Regions from separate parts of the Mus musculus genome. Here region 1 is linked to region 2. A link is a contact called in public Hi-C data. All regions are on one chromosome and are shown on one strand. The core of a region is the stretch at or near the end of the contact, and the rest is flanking DNA. Distances in the headings are between cores, read along the strand shown. Region 1 has its middle 62 kb from the start of Gm40948. Region 2 has its middle 66 kb from the start of Gadd45g.

What was found. Hi-C and Micro-C count contacts between places; a contact is called where the count stands out from the background.
Region 1: a contact with region 2 is called in a Hi-C map of liver, with 3 times the contacts expected there. The contact joins two enhancer-like sites. A contact is called at or near these places in 1 of 39 promoter capture datasets (liver), 10 of 484 Hi-C or Micro-C datasets (the G1E-ER4 cell line, the N1E-115 cell line, brown adipocytes and 2 more), 4 of 115 datasets of contacts at active chromatin or transcription factors (bone marrow-derived macrophages, embryonic basal ganglia, embryonic stem cells and 1 more) and 2 of 9 other capture datasets (embryonic stem cells and embryonic trunk).

Annotation. Positions count from the first base shown.
Region 1 is chr13:52,019,169-52,024,505 of GRCm38.p6, reverse strand. No RefSeq gene overlaps it. Among named protein-coding and RNA genes, the nearest start is that of Gm40948, 62 kb to the left of the region's middle. Within about 2 kb of position 1,730, at least 16 of the 459 cell types and tissues checked have an H3K27ac peak or open chromatin away from gene starts, as enhancers often do. A contact at or near this core is called in liver, where this site is marked.
Region 2 is chr13:51,910,052-51,915,403 of GRCm38.p6, reverse strand. No RefSeq gene overlaps it. Among named protein-coding and RNA genes, the nearest start is that of Gadd45g, 66 kb to the right of the region's middle. Within about 2 kb of position 3,938, at least 41 of the 459 cell types and tissues checked have an H3K27ac peak or open chromatin away from gene starts, as enhancers often do. A contact at or near this core is called in liver, where this site is marked.

The sequences.
Region 1 (5,337 bases), core at 481-2,980, 110 kb before region 2:
TCTGCTGAGCTCTTGGAGGCTTTGGGCCAGCTGGCACTCTGCATTGTGGGTGTGGCCTTCACAAAGCCATGTCTTCCTAAGTGCTAGGGCAGGGGCAAACAGCAGCAAGCCCTGCCTTCCTCTTTCCCCAAAAGTAGTCCATAAAGAGATAAGGCAAAGCAAAGGTGGGTGAAGAAGTTCTGGGGCCGAGAAGGGCAGCCCACACAGGAAGGCAGCTCTGCAGGAAGAAAGGAGACTCTAGTAGGTACGGTCATCTCCGTGATGAACTGAGAAACAAGTAATACAAGTTCCTGGCCCTAAACACCAGCAACTCACAGAAGCCTCTGGGACATCTCTGTGTATTTATTATCAATATGAACCTTTTGAACCTTGACAGACTCAAAGTAAGTCTACAAGAGCTATTTTAAAGGACACACTATGTGACCGCAACCCCTCATACAAGGTGTGTCTTCTTAGTCAGGATCCCACGACATCTGGGTCAACGAAGAACATGCCAAGGACCTAGGGAGACGGCTCAGTCAGTAAAGTCCCTACCTCACAAGCGTAAGGCTCTGGGTTTGGTGCTCAGATGCTATGTAGAAAGCAGGGCTTGGTGGTCCATGCCTATAATCCCACCACCAAGAAGGCTGAGACAGATGAGTCCCTGAGGTTCGCTGAACAACCAGATTAGCCTAACAGGGAAGTTCCAGGTCTATCAGAGATCCCTGGGAGACGGAAAGGGAAGCGCTGGCATCTAGTCCTCAAAAGTGGAGGAATGACACCCAAGGTTGACCTCTAGCCTCTGTGTGTACTCATGCATGTGTGTACACACATGCACACAAACACACACACACACACACACACCAGAGAGGCGTTGGCTTCATGGGCATTCAGCAAAGGATTTATGCTTTAAAGGTGCCTCTGTTTCAGATGCCAGTTTGGAACTCAGGGCTCCTCAGGCCACCTGCACTTGTGACAAGCTGACTGCAAGGTCAAGTTCTTACACTGTCCCCAGCCTGGTCATGACACAAAATGCAGGGAGCACCGTGCAACCCTCATAGTCTGTCATGCAGGGCACAACCCAAATGAAGTCTCAGAGTCTCAGAGCGTGTTGCAGGAAATATTAAAGAAAAGAACCTGCCAACTCTCTGGGGCTGGCCCCCACACCAGATGATCACACTCGGTCGCACTTGCATGGTCTCTTGGCCCACCAACTCTCTGGCCCTGCAAGGTCACAGGGCTTCTGCCAGGCCAGTTCTAGGATGGGTGTGTGTGTGTGTGTGTGTGCATGTTCCTCTCGCTTCCATGCATTGCCCCACACACCCCTGGTTAGCCATCTCAATACCTAATTACCCAGTAGATTTAAGACTCTTAAGCTTATAGTTAAACAATTAGATTTATGTACTAATAATATCACATTTTACAAGATACCAATACAATAATTTCAGAGCCAGTTGGTAATGCTAAAACTTGTAACTCAATTATTCTAACCTTTAGATAACACCATGTCAGCCTCCATTCTCATTCTTCTCCCTCCTCCCTCCTGGGACCTCTCTCTCTGTCTCCCCAACTTCTAGCTCCACCTCCCTTTTCCTGTCCAATCACAGGCCTGCCACCGCCCTAATGTGATTGGACAGAGAAAACCCTGCAACAAGAAAGTCTCAAATATGAACCCTCTGGGCCACTGGGATTTGTCACCTTCCTAGGTGACCAACCCAGGAAGCTAACCTAAGTGCCCTATGTCCAATTTCCCCTGGAATCTCACATGAACCCATAGTTAACTGGATCAATGGCTGTGTTGAACACATCTCTACCCACCCCACCCCCTTCTATCCTCTTGCATAATCCCCAAGGGCAGACTGAGAACCTCAATGTTCTAACTTTCAACCACCATGTTGAAAACATTCTGGCATGTCTGTTCCTTTTCTTCTCATCAGAAGCTGACCCTGCCACCGTGTTTGCGAGCCTCCAGAACCACGAGCCAATATCAGCCTTTTCACTTACAAATTACCCAACCTGGAGCATTGTTTTACAGCACCGGAACACTAAGTGACGAATAGGGAATCTACAGTTGTTCAGTTCTGATCACACACACACACACACACACATTCATAGAGACCTAATGGGAACTGAGCTGAAGGTGTAGCTTTGTGCTAGATGAGAATTCTAATCCTTTCAATAACTCATATCGAAACAGAAACTCAGATCAGCCAAACGTCTCTGGCCCTTACTTATCCATCAAATGTACTTAGGAATGTGTCACTTGGAGGTTGGTGGCACAGAGGTTACGACCTTCAGGATGGGTCAGTGACATTCTGCAGGTTCGTTGCTCAGTCTCCTCTGGGCACAACTTTTTTTTCCTGATGCAAACTGGGCACAAGTTTAAGGGAGCATTGACTCAGAAGCCAGTGACAGGCGCCTTTCCCCAGGGACCTGACCCCTTTGGAGCTTCCCATGCTCACCTCGTGCCCCCCAAACCATGATGCAATCATGGGAAACAGAGCCCTTTGCCAGTCACACAAAGGCCCCTGCTGCCAGCACCCGGTCACTGAAGCCACAGGATCTGGTTTTCCAAGAAGAGGCCAGCCAGGCAGCAGGGGCAAACACTGGGAATGGAAACAGGCAGGAGCTTGTCGGTGTTTTCACACAGGAGAGACGAGGCTGCAAGGCTTGGGGTGCCAAGCTAAACAGACACACAGGCAACCTGCTCCTGCACGCCCCCCAACACTTCAGCCCCGCCCAGGGGAGAGAGAAGAGGAACAAAATTTCCATCATTCCCTTAGCCTTGGTTCAACTTGAAGCCTCATCTGCAGAGGCATCTCAGGACAGCACAGCCTCGGGGCAAGGGAGATGTCAGACAGGGCTCCAGTGGAAGAGTGGAGAAGGGAGAAAGCGAGCGTTAATCCGCTAAGAAGCAGGGTAGTCACATCCCCACTCTCCTCTCCTAGGATCATCTTTTCCAAAACTTGGAAACAATGTAATGCAAACCCTGGGGTTGCTACTGCTGCAGAGGTCTGTGTTTGATTTCCACCACTTCCCTAAGGCAACATCAAAGCGCTGACACTGACCTTGCTATTCCCCCCAGGATAGGGTGAGCCACACACACAGTTCAGGCACACAGCCAGAGGCGATTGAAAACAGCATCTTGCCGTCTACTCCTGCCTGCCCCTTCATTCTGTGCTCCTAGAGACTCTGTCCCCCGAAGGGCATCCAGGACACTCTTCCGGCCTCACAAGTGTACCCCTCCTGCAGTCCCGGCTCTCTGGGAGCAAAGCGGCTTCGTGACAGATTGAAAGCGGCACATGAAACAGACCCTTCAAAGGGAGAGGGTGTCTCTAACGAGCTTTTGAAAGACGCAAGGCCTCACCCCACAGAAAGAAGCATGCAGTGGCCACCCAGGCTCTGCAGACGGGCTCTGCACTTAGAGCCATGTTCCCTGGGTTGCTGGTTTGTGGCAGGAGTTCTCAGAAGGCTGTCCATCTACCCACTATCCCAGTTCGAGTCCGCAGCAGGCAGGAACGGTTGCTATAGGAACTGGGTACACCTTGGTGCCAGCTCCACTATAACCGCTGCCTTTCAGCTCAATATCTCTGGCTGTAGGGGTGTGTGTGTGTGTGTGTGTGTGTGTGTGTGTGTGTGTGTGTGTGCAAGCATATGTACACTTACATAGATGTGCATGTGGAGGCCCAGAGTGCCCTTCTTCAGGCATCGTCTACCTTGGTATTTGAGACAAAGTCTTCATGTTGTTTTTTTGTTTGCTTGTCAACTTGACATGAACTAAAGTCATCTAGGAACAGAGAGCCTCACCTGAGAGGTTGCCTGCACTGGACTGACCCATGGGCATGTCTCGGGGGCTTTTTTTTTTTGGATGGTTAAGGTGGGAGGGCCTGGCCCACTGTGGGCAGTGCCAGCACTTGATGGGTGCTTCTAGGTTATATAAAAAAGCAAACTGAACAAGACAGGAAAATCAAGCCAGCAAGCAACATCCCCTTGCAGTCGCTGCCTCAAGGGCTTGCCTTGAATTCCTGCTTTGGCTTCCCTGAATGATGGACTGCGCTCTGTAAATCAGATTAAAAAACCCCATCCTCCACCAACCAGCTTTTGGACATTGTGTTATCACAGCAGCAGAAACTGAATGCGAATAGTCTCTCAGTGACCTCCACTCAATGAGTAGGCTGTACTGGTGGACCAGCAAGCTTCGGAGATCTTTCTGTCTCTCCCTTCCCAGTAGTGGGACACAGCAGGTCCTGACACAGCTTGGCTTTCTTAACATGCATTGTAGGGGTTGAATTCAGGCCCTCTGTCTTGCAAGGGAGGTAATGGCTGTATCTCTTGAAGCCCCGTGCTGTTTTTTTTTTTCCTGGTTTGGTGGATACTATGTCTCTTATGACCTAGGCTGCCCTTAAGCTTGATAAGTAAGCAAGGATGGCCTTTGAACTCCTGATCCTGCCGCCTCTGCCTCCCATTGGTAGCCACACTGTCGGCTCTCATTCCCTTGGGAAACCCACCCAGCTGAGTGGTCACCTCAAACCACAGGGAGTGCCAAGCACTTCAGCAGCAGCAGAGATGAAAGGCCTACGCAGAGACCAAGCACAGCGTATGGTCCAACAGAAAAGTGTGCGCCTAACGGAGATTGTCACAGAGCATTGCCTTGTTCACAGAGTTGGCAAAGGGGACCTCTCTTTCCATATTTGGCCAGACGTGCGGTTGACAGAACACATGCTACTATTTTGAAATAAACAGGGTGTTATTTTTGTAGGTCTGTCATTGGTCTTATGTTCCGTGGTTGATATCAAATGCTCCTAAATGCCTGTGTAGAAATATTAAACCAAAATTGGAGTCCTGGTGATTAGGAATGCAGTTCTTCATCTGTTGCCATTGGAGGTAGCCGTATCCTTCCCGTTTAAAACCAAATCTGGCATTTTCGAGTTCTCTTGGCCAACAGATTACTCACAGATTGTCATTGTACAATGAAAAGGAGCTCGGAGACTCGTGAGGTCTTCTGCATGCAATGCGTCTATAAGTGGACCTGTGTCCCCTGAAAGTGACTCACGGGCTATTGGACTGAACCTGGAGTTAGAAGTTTAAATTGGAGAAACGCAGAGTTTTATAAAGCCTCAGGTGCCCTTCCATATTCTATCTGAATCCTCACTATTCTGGTTCGTCCTGTATTTCAGAGGGCCATTTTATTTAGATGAAAACAGGCTCAGTTGTCTCCAGGCAACAGTGGGACCTGGTGGGCAGCAGCTAAAGAGAGAGGTGGAGCAGTCATGGAATGCAGGGCAGAGTGGAGGTCACATGTATGTCGGTGGTGTGAATGTCCTGAGGGTAGACACACAACCCAAGTGATGGAGGTGG
Region 2 (5,352 bases), core at 2,689-5,188:
CGTGTGCACGCATACACACACAAAGTGCAAAACCAGAAAAAATTATCAGTTACTTTAGTAACTAACACACCATAAGACTTTAGGCAATGTGACAAAATCACAGAATTCAGGCCATGGAAGCCAGTTCCAGAAGGAGGATGGATACAGTGAAACTATCCGGGTTTCTGGGTAGTGTTGAAGCTGCTAACCTGGGTATCTTCATTTGTTAAGGCTGTCTCACATGAACATATAGATTATGGATATTAGTGTTGGCGTTACTTCTACAATCCACCCGACAGCTAACTGGCAACAGCCTGATAGGCCTGTCTTCCTATAAAAGGGGCTGTTTGCCCCCTCCTCTCCCTCTTACTCTCTTACTTTCTTTACCTCTTCTCTCTCTGACCCCTTTCTCCCTCTTTCCCTTTCCTCTGCCCTGCTCTCTTTCTCTCTCCGTGTTCCTGGCTGGCCTCTTCTCTCTCTCTCTCTCTCTCTCTCTCTCTCTCTCTCTCTCTCTCTCTCTCTCTCTCTCTCTCCCTCTCTCTCTCTCTCTCTCTCTCTCATACACACACACACACACACACATTTTCTCTCTCTCTCTCTCTCTCTCTCTCTCTCTCTCTCTCTCTCTCTCTCTCTCTCTTTCTCTCTCTCTCTCCCTGCCTCCATTCCCTTCTTAGCTCCCCTTCCCATGCCCTAAATAAACTCTATTCTACACTATACCCATCGTATGACTAGTACCTCAGGGGGAAGAGATGCTTCAGCATGGGCCCATAGAGGCATCCCTCCCACCACATCATACCCAACTCTATCAAACATCTCTTGGCTCTCTTCTTCTTCTTCTTCTTCTTCTTCTTCTTCTTCTTCTTCTTCTTCTTCTTCTTCTTCTTCTTCTTCTTCTTCTTCTTCTCCTTCTCCTTCTCCTTCTCCTTCTCCTTCTCCTTCTCCTTCTCCTTCTCCTTCTCCTTCTCCTTCTCCTTCTCCTTCTCCTTCTCCTTCTCCTTCTCCTCCTCCTGCTCCTCCTCCTCCTCCTTCTTTTTCTTCTTTTTAATAAAGCACAACATTGGCTGGGGAGGTAGCTCAATGTATAAAGCACTTGCCGTGTGAAAGTGAAGACGTGAGCTCACATCCCCAGAACACATTTGAAGCCATAGCACATGTCTGCAATCCTGATGTTCCAAGGCAAGAGGCAAGGAGAGAAGTGTCCTGGGATGACCACAGGCCAGCTTACCTGGTATGTAGCCGAGAGCAACAAGAGACTTCCAGGAACAAGGAGGACAGGAAGCAAAGCCCAACACCTGAACTCGTCGTCTGACCTCCACATGCCTGCTGTGGCAAGTGTGCACCAGACAGACAGACAGACAGACAGACGGACAGACAGACAGACAGAGACAGGGAGAGGGAGATTTGAAATTGTAGGTCCTCTTCTGTGAGCACAGTGCATTGAGTGTGTTCCCTTCACTCTCTAAGGAGTGTCTCCGGCTATGGCCGCAATCTTGTGCGTTTCTTCCCAAGCCTAAAAGAAGTTTTCGGTAAGATCCATAGACATTTCTACATCTCCTAGCTGACACTAATTCCCAGCACCACTGCAGCCTAGTCCACATGGGGAAGTTGAGGCATGCACTAAGCACCAATCTTGGTTCATATACAATACCACAGTTTTATTATTGTTTAAACTCACTTAAAGCTAACCCTTGGCCCTTCCTGTTCTCTGGACAGACAGGATACTCAGCCTCAGATCTCAGATCTATCGGAGTCTTAAGCAGCTCAAATCTTTAGCTCTCCCAGTGTGGGTCATGGACTTCCTACCGCTCCCCACACAGACCCAGAAAGAAGGGTCAGGGGGCTCCCAGAGGCCCTGATGTCAGAACACACACTCTCTCTGTAGGCTCTTTGTCTCCCTGGGCCCTGTTCTGAAGACTAAACTCCCTCTCACCTTCTTCTAGGAGGCAGCTCCCTTCTGGGGCTCCAGATTATCAGCATTCTGCTTTACGATGTTGAATGGTAACCCATCTCTACCTCTTCCTCACCAGAGGACCCTCCCAGCTCCCAAGCCCTTCTCTCTCTTGACTTCTTTGTGTTCATTACTGAGCAATCAGAGCCAGGAGAAACTGGGAGACAGAGAAGAATGCTGACAACCTACAGGATGAAAGCACAGACCTTCACCTCATTGCTTGCAACCTAGTTGCTATTCCAGAACACAGAGCCCATCTGCTTAAAAGCCAAGTGGAGAGCAGCAGGGTGCATTCCCAGGGCCAGAGAGTGGCTGGCTCAGTCCTTGGCCTTGTGTTGAACCTATGGTCTAGAAAATCAGTCCACCCTTCTGTCTTGGGCTCGCACAAATGAGTGTAGTGTACGCACACACATATCGAGATCCATGTATATATATGTGCACAAACTCACACACTCATCATATCCAACTGCATGCATAGTCACGTGCACACACTTGTTACACACATGCATATACTTACACTTCCACAAGCACACTCACATGCCCATAGCCACCAGTGCACACATTCAAATGGTAGGCCAGCAAAGCTCCAAGCCTGATTCTCCAGTCTAATATGTCAAATGGGCTTGTTTATCTTGCAGTTCTGTAGTTCCTAGCCAGTCATTCCAAATCCAGAAAGCCCTGGGAACAAGACACTGTTTCATAACAGGTTTAGAGGCAGGGTTCAACCTGAATGCACGTGAGGCATTCTCTGCCTGACTTAGTTTTGCTATAAAACATTAATACCTTTGCCTGCCGGCTGCTACCCACACACAGTGGGGTTGGGTGGAGCATGTGATCCACACACTGCCCAAAACAGCCGCAGGCTCAAATCCCATCTGGCTCCAGGGTTACAGGTGAAGGGTTTCACCCATAGCTAGCATGCACAGACAGTGGGTGCTTACATTCCCACGGAAGCCTGGGACCCACGGTGGCCCATTACCCAGAATCCACCACTAGGTGATCTGTTCACCCTGGGGCAGGGGGGTGGGGAGGGGGAGTGACCACAGAGTACTGAAGAGACAAATTAAGTCAAACAGAATCAGGCGGGACTTCAACTCTAAGCTTCTAGACAATGTGCTGAATGCTCTTCCTTCTGGGCCCAAATCTTATAACTCCCTCAAACTGACTGCCTCCAAAAGGAACTTCTGGGGGCTTGTCTGTCTCCTTCCTGTCCCTGATGAGACAGGGGACATGTGTACAACATAGGTACACACACGCTCATGTATACACGTACCCCTCTCTCTTAGAGGCGAGCTCTGGAAACCTCTCCACAGAACTCCATAGCAGCCATTGCCCCAATACAGACAACCTGAACATAGTAGGACCAAAAATCTGGTAGCTCCAGCACCGGTCTCCAATCCCACCAGAACTCATGCTACCCAGCCAAGGGGAAGTTCCAGGATTTTCTCCCAGATGGCTTTGACTCTCCTTTTCCAGAATCACTCTCAAAGGTAATTTCAGAGTCAACAAAGAAACCCTGCTCAGCACACCCCTATGGTGTGGAAACTGAAGTTAAAAGATTGCTTAAGAGCAGCCGCACATCAAAGCCCTCGCCCCTCAAAGAGAGATCCCAAACCCCAAGGCCACCTCACGGAAAGCTGACAGCTAAGCGGGTAGGGGCGCGGCTCCTCTGTGAGCCCGAGAACAGGGTGGAGGAGGGCAGTTCAAGGAAGTGTAGAGGTTCTTTGAACTTGGAAAAGGGGTGACTTGGAAGCTTGCCCTTCTGCTACTCAGGTTCACAGCTGAGGGCTGACACCTGCTTGTACTCGAAGGATCCCTCCCTGCCCCCCCCTCCCCAAGTCAGGAGGGACTCTGGGGATTCTCCGTTTCCTCCCCCATTGCACTGCGACAACAAGCCAAGGACACAAGAACCTGGAGACCACAGATCTTCCGCCCTGCTCAGGAGAGCCCATTCTTCCCTCCAGCTTCCCGGCCTGCTACCTTATCACCAATGTCAACACACATTTCCCAACAGTGCTAAAGAGTCCCGAAAGCAAATATTCTACTGCCTCCGGGAACTCTCTGGGTACAAGGCTTTGATGGGAGCAGGTACATCAGCCGAGACCAGCACCTCTGTCGATGCAGTAATAAACCTTACGTGCATACCCCAGATGGTGAGCCACAGGGCTAGGGCTCTCCCACCTGGGTTCAGGTAGAGAGCACCTGCAGACAGGCCCAAGTGACACACGCATGGGTTACCTGATGCAGGGTCCTATTGGCTCAGTGGCAGAAGGCTAAGCTGTAGACCTCATGCCACCAGCAATTTGTATGTGAAGAAAGTTGGACTGAACAATCCCTTTTGATAATCAATCATTTTAACACTCATGTTTATCCTTAAATGAAATTCTTGGATACTACTATTACATACATATAAACAGTATATAGATGAGTGACAGATGGACCGTTAATGGTGACAGATGAATGGGCAGGTGTTGATGACACTAGGTGGATGTACAGACAATACCAATGGATGGATGATGGATGGATGGATGGATGGATGGATGGATGGATGGATGGATGGATGGATGGATGGATGGTGTATGATGGATGGATGGTGTATGATGGATGGATGGATGGATGATGGATGGATGGATGGATGGATGGATGGGTGATGATGAACTGGTAGATATGTGAGTAGTTGGATGTGTTTACCATTTATAATGACATCTTTTTGAATAGCAAACATCTAGGTACAATTCTCATAGGATATGCCAACTCCTTAAACATTGACATTAGGTATACTTTCAGAAGATACAACAACTGGCATCAGGCATTGTCTCAGCAGTTCGTGGGGCTCTCACCAGTGCTACATATATTTTTGTGTATGTGAAAGTGTGTGGAAGCTAAAAACAATACAAAGCCTAGAGCACGCCTTGACGGGCATCATAGCTGCCTGCCTAGGAAAAGTATTGTTTATTGTAGCCTCATGAGAAATGCACGATGTCTCTAGATCAAAGGTGGGGACAGGGCTGCCTTCCAATGCAGACCCTTCATCCAAGTAATTGGCTGATGGCTGATAAGAGACCCACCGAGCCATATGATCATGTGACACTCTCCCTAGGAAAATCCCAAATCCCTTTAGCCCTGCGCACAGAAGGCCAGCAGACCCTGGGGCATTATTTCCATTTTTTAAAACCTCCCTGACAAATTCCTATTGGGTTTTTTTTCAATAGCTTTTTTTAAAGATTTATTTATTATTTATTATATGTAAGTACACTGTAGCTGTCTTCAGACACTCCAGAAGAGGGAGTCAGATCTCATTATGGATGGTTGTGAGCCACCATGTGGTTGCTGGGATTTGAACTCCGGACCTTTGGAAGAGCAGTCGGGTGCTCTTACCTGCTGAGCCATCTCACCAGCCCCCTATTGGGTTTTTATGAACC